2 separate regions of the Arachis hypogaea genome follow, and region 2 is linked to region 1. Evidence: chromatin contacts called from public Hi-C data. All regions are on one chromosome and are shown on one strand. The core of a region is the stretch at or near the end of the contact, and the rest is flanking DNA. Distances in the headings are between cores, read along the strand shown. Region 1 holds the start of LOC112803997 (bifunctional dTDP-4-dehydrorhamnose 3,5-epimerase/dTDP-4-dehydrorhamnose reductase). Region 2 holds the start of LOC112804062 (28 kDa ribonucleoprotein, chloroplastic).

Region 1 (5,370 bases), core at 1,484-3,983:
TATTAATGCCATACATGAATTCATGCGCGTGAGGGTGTTATATTCAAATGTTACTGATTTAATTAATAAATGTCACTCATCGAATAATAAATAATGTCAAATATGGAAAGTTTTGGTTTTTTTTGGCTAACTTTTATTTGATTACCAAACATTTTCCTTCCCAAAAAGTGTCGGTGATTAACTGCTTGCTACTTGTTATGGGGTTGCACAAAGTTAATTACCTTAAGCTTTCTTATATGGCTAATCACTTTTCTTATCCCTATAATAACTCATGATGAAAGCTGTTTCTCTGTATTATTGACTCAATCAAATTTTGACCATTAAAGATCTATTGCAGCTATAGTAAAGACACTACACTAGTGTCTTCCAAACATCCATTTATAGCGTTTGAATGAACCAAAAATTTACTATTGAATCCAATTGGATCACTATTCATTCTGAGTCATTACAATCACGATGAGCTCGAAGCTCAAAATCTAATTCAGTGTTTGTAAACAACTCCCATTAAATAATGAGTATATATAGTACTATTAATACAAAATAGAATACAACATAAAAATATATGCACCAAGCAAATGGAAGGAGTAGAAGGCCATACATCTACACAGCATCCACACAAACTGCAATCAATACTAATGCCAAAAAATGGGAACCCTTTTCTCAGAGTTACTTTGGTTCTCTTATTTTCCTGCATTTGCTTACCAAAATGAAATGTCAACTCATGTTCATACCTATTGATGCATGCTTAATCAAGCATTGACCTTTCGATTTGGCTGGAAGACATACTTGACAAGGGACTCCTTAATAGACAAGAGTTCCGGGAACATATTCTTCAACTTAGTTGTATCAAGCTCATTGTTGCTTCTAGGTGCAACGATGACCTTGGCCTGTTCCTCGAGGTCGAAGTTCTTCCATGAGAAGTTGGGGTCAATGTAGTCTTTGTACATCTGTAGGACTTCGTTGTGGCTCACCACACCCGGGTTTGTGAAGTTCCATATTCCGGTGAGGTTCCTCTTTGCCATCTCTATGGAGATGGGGAGTAGTTCGTCCAGTATGGTCATCGAATTCGGAATGTCCACAACCTTGTCATACCGAGTTATCTTCGTGATGAAGTTCCGTGGGTTTGATAAATCAGAGGAGATAGGCATCCTAACTCGCAAGGTACATACATTATCATAGTTTCTCAGCAGATCTTCTACCTGCAACATACAAGGTGAAACAGGGTAAATAAGTATACTAGCCTAAACCAATGTTTCATAATAGAAATGTCGTGGCTGTCAAATTAGCATTATCCTAAGTTATATAGGCAATTGCTTTTTCCATTTACACTTTTTGCCCTTCTTTCTTGTGTTTTCTTGCAAACTGAGCTACATCTATGAATAAAACATTGGTTAAGTGGTAATTTGACAACCATAACATTTTCTTTTTCTTGGGCAATTGTGCAAATACACCTACTTAGTTTGATGAGTTAGATTTAGACACTGTTGGATTGAAGTTTGAAACACAACACAACAAACACCACTTTGTTCCAAAACACTAGCCAAGTAGCTATTACTGCGGAGGGTCCACATATACATACATAACAAGATGATAAAACAAACATAACATGTGTGCCATTGCTCGAAAGAGTAACTAAAACATGTGACTGTACAAGTGATTCTCAACTTAAATTTCTAATCAAGTGTCGAAACGACACCAACAAAATATATCACTTTTTACTAACACTTTAAATTAAATCTTTAAGTACTAAATTTTAAATTCTAAACTCTAATCCTAATAATATAAAAATAAGGTGTTGTTTGGCTAGTATCAATAAAAGGTATTGGCACCCTAACATTTCTCAATTACAAAAGCTAAGATGACATTAGAACTTACCAAGTTATGAACAGATCTCTTCTATAAAAAAAGTTGCCAAAAGTTAAGAGAGAAAAGATAGGTATATATACCATGGCCTTGGTCTTGGAGTAGAAGGATCCAATGAAATTAGGAGTATCCTCTTCCTTGAATCCAATACCAGATCCAAGAGGATGATCCTTATCATATTCAAAGATGCATCCCGTGGCAAAATTAACCAACAACAAACCATTCTCGCGGCACACGTCAGCAAGCGTCAGGGTTCCGACCACGTTGGCCCGTATAGTCTCCACCTTGTGTGATTCACACCAGTCCACGTTGGGCCGTCCCGTCACACCCGCCGCGTTCAACACGTGCGTGGGCTTCGCCGCCGCTATGTCCGCCTCAAGGGAAGCCCTGTTTTCCAGTCGTCCCGACCCGTAGGAGAAGTCTATCCCCTGGGCCCGGCAGAGGTCCCCCAGCAGGCCCCCTATCCAGCCCGTTTTACCGTACAGGAGGAACTTGAGGGGCTTGTTAGCTCCGGCGCCGTTGGTTGGAAAGCCCATGTATGAAGCTGAAGCGCTACTTGTGATGAATCTCTGAGTTTTTCTGTTGTTTTTGACTTCTGCGTTTGTTGTGTATTTCCGCTTTTGAGATTTTTCTGTTGTGAAACTTACAAGAATGGGATTTTCGGGTGCTAGGTTTCGAGGATATATATATAGCGGATATGAATGTGTGTATTGAATAGGGACACACATTATTTGCATCTTTTTCCCCGACAGTGACTCCTATGAACACGGTTAATCGGCTATTAGTTCTTACAAGATTCTATTGTTATTTTGTTGTGCTAAATTCGCGAATGGTCAATTTTGCTACTCAATATTTCAATTACCATTATTTTAGGAGTGTAATCCCTATTCCCTGGGATGTGATTCAGCTCAAAAGCGAAAATTCAATTTGAAAGACAAAATTATTACTCAAATTGTTCACTGAAATTATACTTGTATTTTAAAATTAGTCTCTAAAAATTTAATTTATTTAATTTAGTTTCTAAAAGTTACATTTATGACTCATGTTAGTTCTTCAATTATTTTTTATAAACACGTACTAATATGAGATGCTGACATGGACTATCAGTACCGCATATCGAAATTTGGTTCAACCAAATATAATAGAATGCTGATGTAGCTATTAATGACACATAGCATGCTGATATAAATGGTAGTATTACGTGACAGAATATAATTTTTTTTTGTCATAACATGATTTCTCTACGTGTTATTAATATGCCTTTATTGCAGATGACTCAATTTAGTCATTAAATTTTGTTAAGTGACTTAATTTAATTTCTGAATTTTGCTAAGCGGCTTAGTTTAGTTTAAATTAAAGTGGTTCATAGACTAATCTTTTTTTTAACTTACTAATTTTTCATATATTTTTCATATGCAACTTAAATAACATTTTATCAAAAATTTTTTCGAAAAGCTTATGATACAACAATTTATTTTATAAAAAACTGTTAAAGTTTTCAAAGGAGTTGATGAATATGGTATAAGAAAAATATGATTGCAAGAAAAGAATGAATCAAATCTAGATATTTGAGAGAGAAATGAATATAATCTTGTATTGAATACTTGGAATGGGTGAATTACACTTGATCTGAATTGGGATATAAGGATTTTATATATAGCAACTTAGCATAATAGAATAACTACCTAGAGATGAACTAAGAATTCAATCACTCGTATAGCAATTGTAACAGAATTTTGAACTTGCTATTCTTGTTTTTTAATGTTCAAGTTATCACTATCCTTCACACTCCCATCAAACTGAGAGAGGGTCTTGGAACCACTCTAGATTTGCTACAAAATTTTTAGAACAAACTGATAGATAAAGTTTTGGTAAAGATATTTGCTACCTGGTCTTGTACTGGAATGTTGGTGACAAATAACTTTTGAGTAGTGACTTGCCCCTTACAAAATGAAAGTCTAGTTCTAAGTTTTTTGACTTACTATGCAAGATGGGATTGGTTGCAAGTAATCAAACACTTTGGGATACAAGAAATTTGCCTAGGTAGCTGCTAGAGCTCGAAACTCAGTTTTCATACTTGACCTGCTCATAGCATGTTGTTGATTGCTGTTCCATGATATCAAATTAGTTCCTAAGTAGACACATATTCGGTTACAGGTTTTCTATCATCACAATCTGCTCCCTAATCTACATTGTAACGACCCACATTTTTTAAAATCTAAATATGAATAAGTTATAATTTATTTTATGAATTGGAATTCCTTATTTTTAGAAATTATTTTATTATAAAATATTTTACATAATTAAAACTATAATTCTAGTAATTTATGAGTAATGAAAAATTATATGTATATTTTATAAGTAATTTATATTTTACTTAGTCATGCGAATAGAACATGTAGTAGTTGTTGTCCGTGCATAAAACAGAATAATAAAGAAAGTAATACCGAATTGGTGTAGAAACAATGATGGAAAATCAGTTAAGACCTTGGAGATGCTTGTTCTTTCGGATTAATACTTCTTATTAACTACTTTAACAATGAGTGATTCATTTAATGGCAAGGCTATAAGTGATTAAAGCCGAGGCTAGTGGTCTTTAATCTCCTCTGATCCACATCAAACGCCGGTGCTAATGGTCATTCAATATGAATGAGGGTGAAGCTCACGCAATTCAATCTCTGGTGATCCTACTCAAAATGCCACAGACAAGGTCAGATCTTTCGGATTGGAGAATGATGCTCATTATTCTAGCCATAACGCCATAGAGACCTCAATTACCCATGACTAACGAGATTTCATGTCACGTATCCCAATTAGCCCAAATAACTTGTTGGAACCTGTGATGTATTCTTAACCTGTTGCTCCATACTATCCGGCTAAGGCTTCGTAAGAGCTCATGTAGAATAAGGGGGTCATACTCTCGTTTCATCCCAGATCCATAAAGATGAAGAACGACAATACATCATAAAAAGGAACTAAACATATATTAGAGTAAAAAAGTAATAATATTAATCCATGGGAATGAGCAGAGCTCCTATCCTTAACTTAGGAGGTTTAGTTGCTCATACTTTATAAAGAAAACAGATAAGAAGGTGTAATGTAATGTGTCTGTACTTCTCCCCTCCTGGGAGGCATGATCATCAGGAGGAAGGAAGTCCCTTATTTATAGTAAAAATTCTAAGACTAAACCTAAAAGATATTGTTCTTAATTAAAAATTACAAAAAGAAAATAAAATAAGTTAAGAAGTGCTAAAATCCACTTTGGGCCCACTTTGGTCATGTGCTTCGTATGCCTGGCGTACAACTTGGGCTTCTGGGCGTTGAACGCCCATTAGGGGGTGAGCGTGCTGTTTCCTTGCTCCATGGGTGGTGTTGAACTCTAGTCTTGGGCGTTCAATGCTGGGCTTGCTCCTCTTTGAGTTGGGCGTTGAACTCCAGTCTTGGGAGTAAGTTGGGCATTCAACGCCTAGTTTGGGCAAACATTTCCAATGAAAAGTATATACTATT
Region 2 (5,407 bases), core at 1,692-4,191, 310 kb after region 1:
TACCACAGACAAGGTTTAGACTTTCCAGATCTCAAAAATGCTGCCAATTGATTCTAGCTTATACCACAAAGACTCTGATCTCAAGGAATTGAAAGCTCTGTTGTCATGAGAGGCAATCAAACGCATGGACCAGGAATCCAAGAGATATGCATTCAAGCTTGTTTTCATGTAGTGCTCACTAAGTGAGCGCTATTAGGGCGCCCCTTGTGTGCATTCCTTGGTTCCCATTTCGAACCATGGTGCTCCCCAATGCACCTTGCTTTTCTTCTGTTGAGGCCCACGAAAATGCTCACTAAATGAGCATAGTACTCACTTAGTGAGCGCTGGTGCTTTGCTCCTTTGGGTGATCGCCATGCTTTTATGTCTTGGGTCATGCTTTTCAAAGCGTGGCCTAAAGTTCAAAGCGTTCTCAAACTTTAAAAGTGTGCCAAAAATTCCTTTTTTCACCATTTCTTCACCTACAAGTAATCACAACAACCAATCAAAGTATCTCCAAATTCACAAGGTTTCTCAATCATTCACAAACCAACTATTTCTAGCTTAAACCTTATGATTTTGTGTCAAATAAATGATGGTTGATTGAATTGACATAACCATGCAAATCCACTACAAATTACTTACTTATAGTGCAAGAAAGTGCATAAAACCTAATGAAACAAGTGAAAATGCTTGAAAAGATATCATAAGATGACTTGTCATCAATACTAAGTTTATAAAGGAATTATTGACCAACAAGAGGAATTAGAAGGAGAGTGAGACTGTGGTGCTCACAAAGGAATATAGTGCTATTATTCAGAAGGATCTCCCTAAGAAGATTCAAGATTTGAGAAACTTTTTTATTCCTTTCACCATTGGTGATATCACTATTCAGAGGGCATTATATGATCTTATGATTTAGGGTTCACAGTTTAGGGTTTTTGTGTTCTAGGATTTAGGATATACGGTTTACGATTTAGGGTTTACAATTTAGAGTTTTTTTTTCTAGGGTATAGGGTTTAGGGTCTAGGGTTTACAGGTTTAGGGTTTGTGGTTTAGGAGTCAAGGTTTAGGGATTAGGGATTATGGTTTATACTTTAAGGTTTAGGGTTCAACTTTAGGTTCGAGGGTTTACGGTTTATACCTATACTATGGAGTTAGATTAACCTGACTCCACTAGTAGCAATAGGCATGCATAACTTCCATACCAAGATTAGCTCGGTTAATAATATCAGCCCAGGTGTTAATTACATGACCTTGACTATCAACTACAGATTCGTTGAAATTAAAACCATTTAAATTGAAAGCCATAGTGCTAATACTTAACACGATTTCACTCCGCTTAGCCCTACACCCCCTCCAGGGGTATTTTAGTGATAGGTTCTAGAGATCAGAAATTGCTGAAGAAGGAACAAGATGTTTCTTTTGTTCTTTCCGGGCGATCGAAAAATAACATCAATATTGAGATCGGATAAAACAAAATTATATCCAAAAGGAATTACCGAATAGCTTATTATAATGGATATAACTGATATGGACATGGGTTACGGGCGTTGTTTTGGCTATATTGACCGCATCTTTTGGTGTAACTGGTTATTCCTTACCTTGGGACCAAATTGGTTATTGGGCAGTCAAATTTGTCTTAAAAGCCTACCATACCCTACCTGCGGGTTGAGAATCTCTCAACCCTAACCCTACCCGTACCCTAATATTCTAAACCCTACCCTACCCGATCTTACCTGCAGAAAAATAAAAAATTTTCAAGCAAATATAAAATTCAACCATTTCAAATTTTATACATATTAATAAAATAAAAAATAAAAAACTAAGTTCAAATTAAAATTAAAAACAATAAAATCTTAAAGAAATATAACATAAAATTACAAATAATATGATCATCAACTAGCTTAGTGGTTATTTCAAGTTTTTATAAAAAGAAGATTGTGAGTTCAACACTCACTTTCTTCACTACATACATAACTTTTACATATATATTATATAATATATTAGGAGAGCGGGTAGGGTAGGGTAGGGTACACCCTGAACCCGTACCCTACCTTACCCGTAGGCTAATTCGCACCGTACCCTACCCTACCTGCAACGGGTCGGGTAGACAACCCTACCCGAACGGGTTGGTCTAGGTTAGGTACCCGCAGGTAGGGTATATATTGCCAGCCCTAGTTTACGCGGTTAGGATTTAGAGTTTATGGTCTAGGGTTGATGATTTTGGGTTTACGATTTAGTGTTTACGGTTCATGGTTTAGGATTTAGGATTTAAGATTTAAGATTTAGGATTTAAGATTTTAGTGTTCAAGGTTTGGGATTTATGGTTCAAAGTTTAGGGATTAGGGTACATGGTTTGGGGGTTAGGGTTTATGGTTTAACGCTTTAGAGTTTAGTGTTTAGGGTTTAACTTTAGGTCCGAGAGTTTATGCGATTACAGTTTAGGGTTTAGGGATTAGAATTTAGGATTTATGGTTTAGGGTTGAGGATTTAGGGTTTATGATTTATGGTCCATGATTTAAGGTTTAGAGTTTAGGTTACAGAGAAAGACAATGTTTATCTTGTTGTTGTTGTTGTTGTTGTTGTTGTTCTACCATATACAGGTAGAGACATGAGCAAGAAGACAAAGACATGAATAGAAACAGAAAGAGACATAGACCTAGAAAATACATATCGAACATGTGATGATCATAAATACTTTTGTTAATATTCTTGTTTATGTCCTTATAGTTGATAAATATATTATAATTATCAATACTTTTATTATTATTATTATTATTATTATTATTATTATTATTATTATTATTATTATTATTATTATTATTATTATTATATGTTACTACTATTATTGTTGTTTTCCTTTTATATCTTTTTCATGAACCGTTAACAATTTATTCTGCATGCTTCCTACTTAGGTCCCTTAGTATAAAAGATGGCTCATCTAAGCAGAACAAAAAAACACACCCACCAAAGAATATTGCCTGTCCCAAGCCCAAGATTTATGGTCACCTCAGGTTTTCATTGTACCGCCTTGGCCCATGAGTAAACAAAAAAAAGGTTTAGTGAGATATCATTCACACACACCAACTGGCATTAGTTGTGGACGCCATTCTCCATCACCATATTACCAAGTTCACTTTGTCGTTTTGGCTCCAACCACCAAGACGTCTGTCAGAAGAATTCCTGATTCAATTTCGTTACTCCAGCCATGATGACTAACGAGGAAATCCCCGTTGCTTCCCTTGGCCAAATACTAATTAGTCGTTGTTTGGATTTCGTGTCCATGTCCGTCTCATAAAAAATAGAAACAAATATATCCAACGACCACCTTCCTCAGTACATATCACTTGTTTTTTATATCATAAAAACACAATTTTTGTTGCATCTTTGTTCTTGTTCCTTCAAATTTTTTTCCATGGATAGAAAAAAATCCTAATTGGTCTGATTGTTCCTGTTCCTGCGTTCATCTTGTCATAAACTGAAAAACTGCACTGTTTGTAGAATATTTACTAGACATCCACTATCTTGCATTTACTACCTTCTCTACATGTTTGTTCTAACTAATTGGTTTACGGTATTTTACCATTTCATAAAAATCTAATTGCACTGACTGTTTGCTTTCCTTTGTTCTTCTTGTTCTAAATCTGAAAGTTGCATTGACTGCAAATTGACTCAGTTAAGATCCACTATTCTACATTTCATACTTTTTTTTGCATGTTTCTACCCTTTGCTTCCATTTTTTCTCCTATCTGATGAAACCCTAACTAAACTAATGTTTAGGGTTTCTTGGTTCTTGTTACCCTGAACCCGAAAATTATGCTGTTGGAAATAAGATACCGGAGCTCAACTATTATATTTGTCCTACTATTTCAGTTGACCAACAGTTTCACCCTGAACCTTATTTTCTGTTTTGTATTAGGCATACATGTCTTCCTCTAGGGGCAAGGGTAAGCGACCGACAACGAGTGATCAAAACCTGGTGGTCCCTGATGGAAAGGATGTCCATATTCAGTACTTCTGGAAAGAACGACAAAATGACAGCATCGCATTGACGCGAGATTGGCCACAGTTCTATCGAAGGTACAAAATCAATCTGGACTCCATGCTGTATTTCAAACACATAGGTAACTCTGATTTCCAAGTGCATATCTTCACCTTTGGTGGCCATACTATCCCCACGTACCAACAACTACTGTATGAAAAGTAAGGCACCTACTAGCGTGTCAGCTGTATCAACAATCCTTTTTTCGACAAAGTTAAAGCAATAGATGAAAAATTCTCCACCAAATGCCCCTTTTTCGTGATGGACCTCACTGGCCTCATCTTGTCTTCCCACTTGTTGGTAAGCTAAACTAAGTGCAACATGTTCTTTTAATACTATTCTCCCGACCTTGTTTACTTGCACTAATTAATTTTCTTGTATGTGGCTTCATCAATATTATCTATCTCTTAATGATCTTTTGCTATGCTATAATTAGTCGAATGTTCCTCATCTGAGTCATTTTACTGGTCAGAGACACCCACTCTTCTTTGTACACGGCTATATTGAGGTTGAAGCAACCTACACTAAATTTAGTGGCACACAAAACAGTAGCTTCGGAATAATTTCTGGAAGTTGGGAAAACTTTGCAAGTTTGTGCAATTTCAAGCCTGGAGGTGTTGGGACCTTCAAGGTCATCTTAGTTAAATCGGTCACAATCCTTCAAGTCCGATGCCACTAGGAATATGCAAGCTGATGAACTTCTATCCTTTTGTTATTAATTACACATGCATTATGTAGTTTATGTTAATATTTAACTTTTTAAGAATTCTATTATTTAACCTACTCATTCCTGCTAAAACAATACATTTTGCTTTTTTGCTACACTGTTACTATTGTTTCACCTATGCAGATGCTTTGTTTACTAACAATTTTTATGGCTGCTACTACAGCCTAAATTACGTTACAACTTTTCTACTCATATTCACGTCCATTTTCAACCTTCTTCTTTAATTACACTAATTAACACTTCTTTGTTATTAAGTTTTTTTGGTCTCCTTCAAGCTTTTCTAAAAATAATTCATATGTTAATGTAGAAGATGAAGTTGTGCAGAAAGATTTGGGTAACGTCATTAAAATAAGGAGTAGTGCTTGGGTAGGTTGTGGATAGTAATTCAAACTGGTTTTTGGGGATATGAATTTGCATTAGAGTAATTTTTGGGTGGACTGTGAGCGCAGGCCATGTGGCTAACTCTAAAAAAAAATTAACCACCCATCAATACTTCCTTCCAACAAAAAAAGGCCTGAAACCGTCGGTCCAATCGACCATCTCATGTACCAATTTGCAATTACGTTTAAGGTTGGGTCAAATCTAACAATAATAACATCTTGTGTCCTAGAGCAATCTAATCCATACATTAGAAATTTTTCTGCATGGTGTTTTAAAGA

The links. A called contact is a pair of places that touch in the nucleus more often than the background predicts.
Region 2: a Hi-C map of leaf shows a contact between it and region 1, with 2.8 times the contacts expected there. The contact joins the promoter of LOC112804062 here to the promoter of LOC112803997 in region 1. A contact is called at or near these places in 2 of 8 Hi-C or Micro-C datasets (both in leaf).

Annotation. Positions count from the first base shown.
Region 1 is chr1:52,601,482-52,606,851 of arahy.Tifrunner.gnm2.J5K5, forward strand. It overlaps LOC112803997 (bifunctional dTDP-4-dehydrorhamnose 3,5-epimerase/dTDP-4-dehydrorhamnose reductase), which reads right to left and starts at 2,734. Exons shown (of 2, transcript XM_025847441.3): 1 at 1,947-2,734; 2 at 378-1,199. The coding sequence starts at 2,600. The coding sequence ends at 750.
Region 2 is chr1:52,910,510-52,915,916 of arahy.Tifrunner.gnm2.J5K5, forward strand. LOC112804062 (28 kDa ribonucleoprotein, chloroplastic) reads left to right here and starts at 2,942. Exons shown (of 5, transcript XM_025847498.3): 1 at 2,942-4,321; 2 at 4,494-5,407.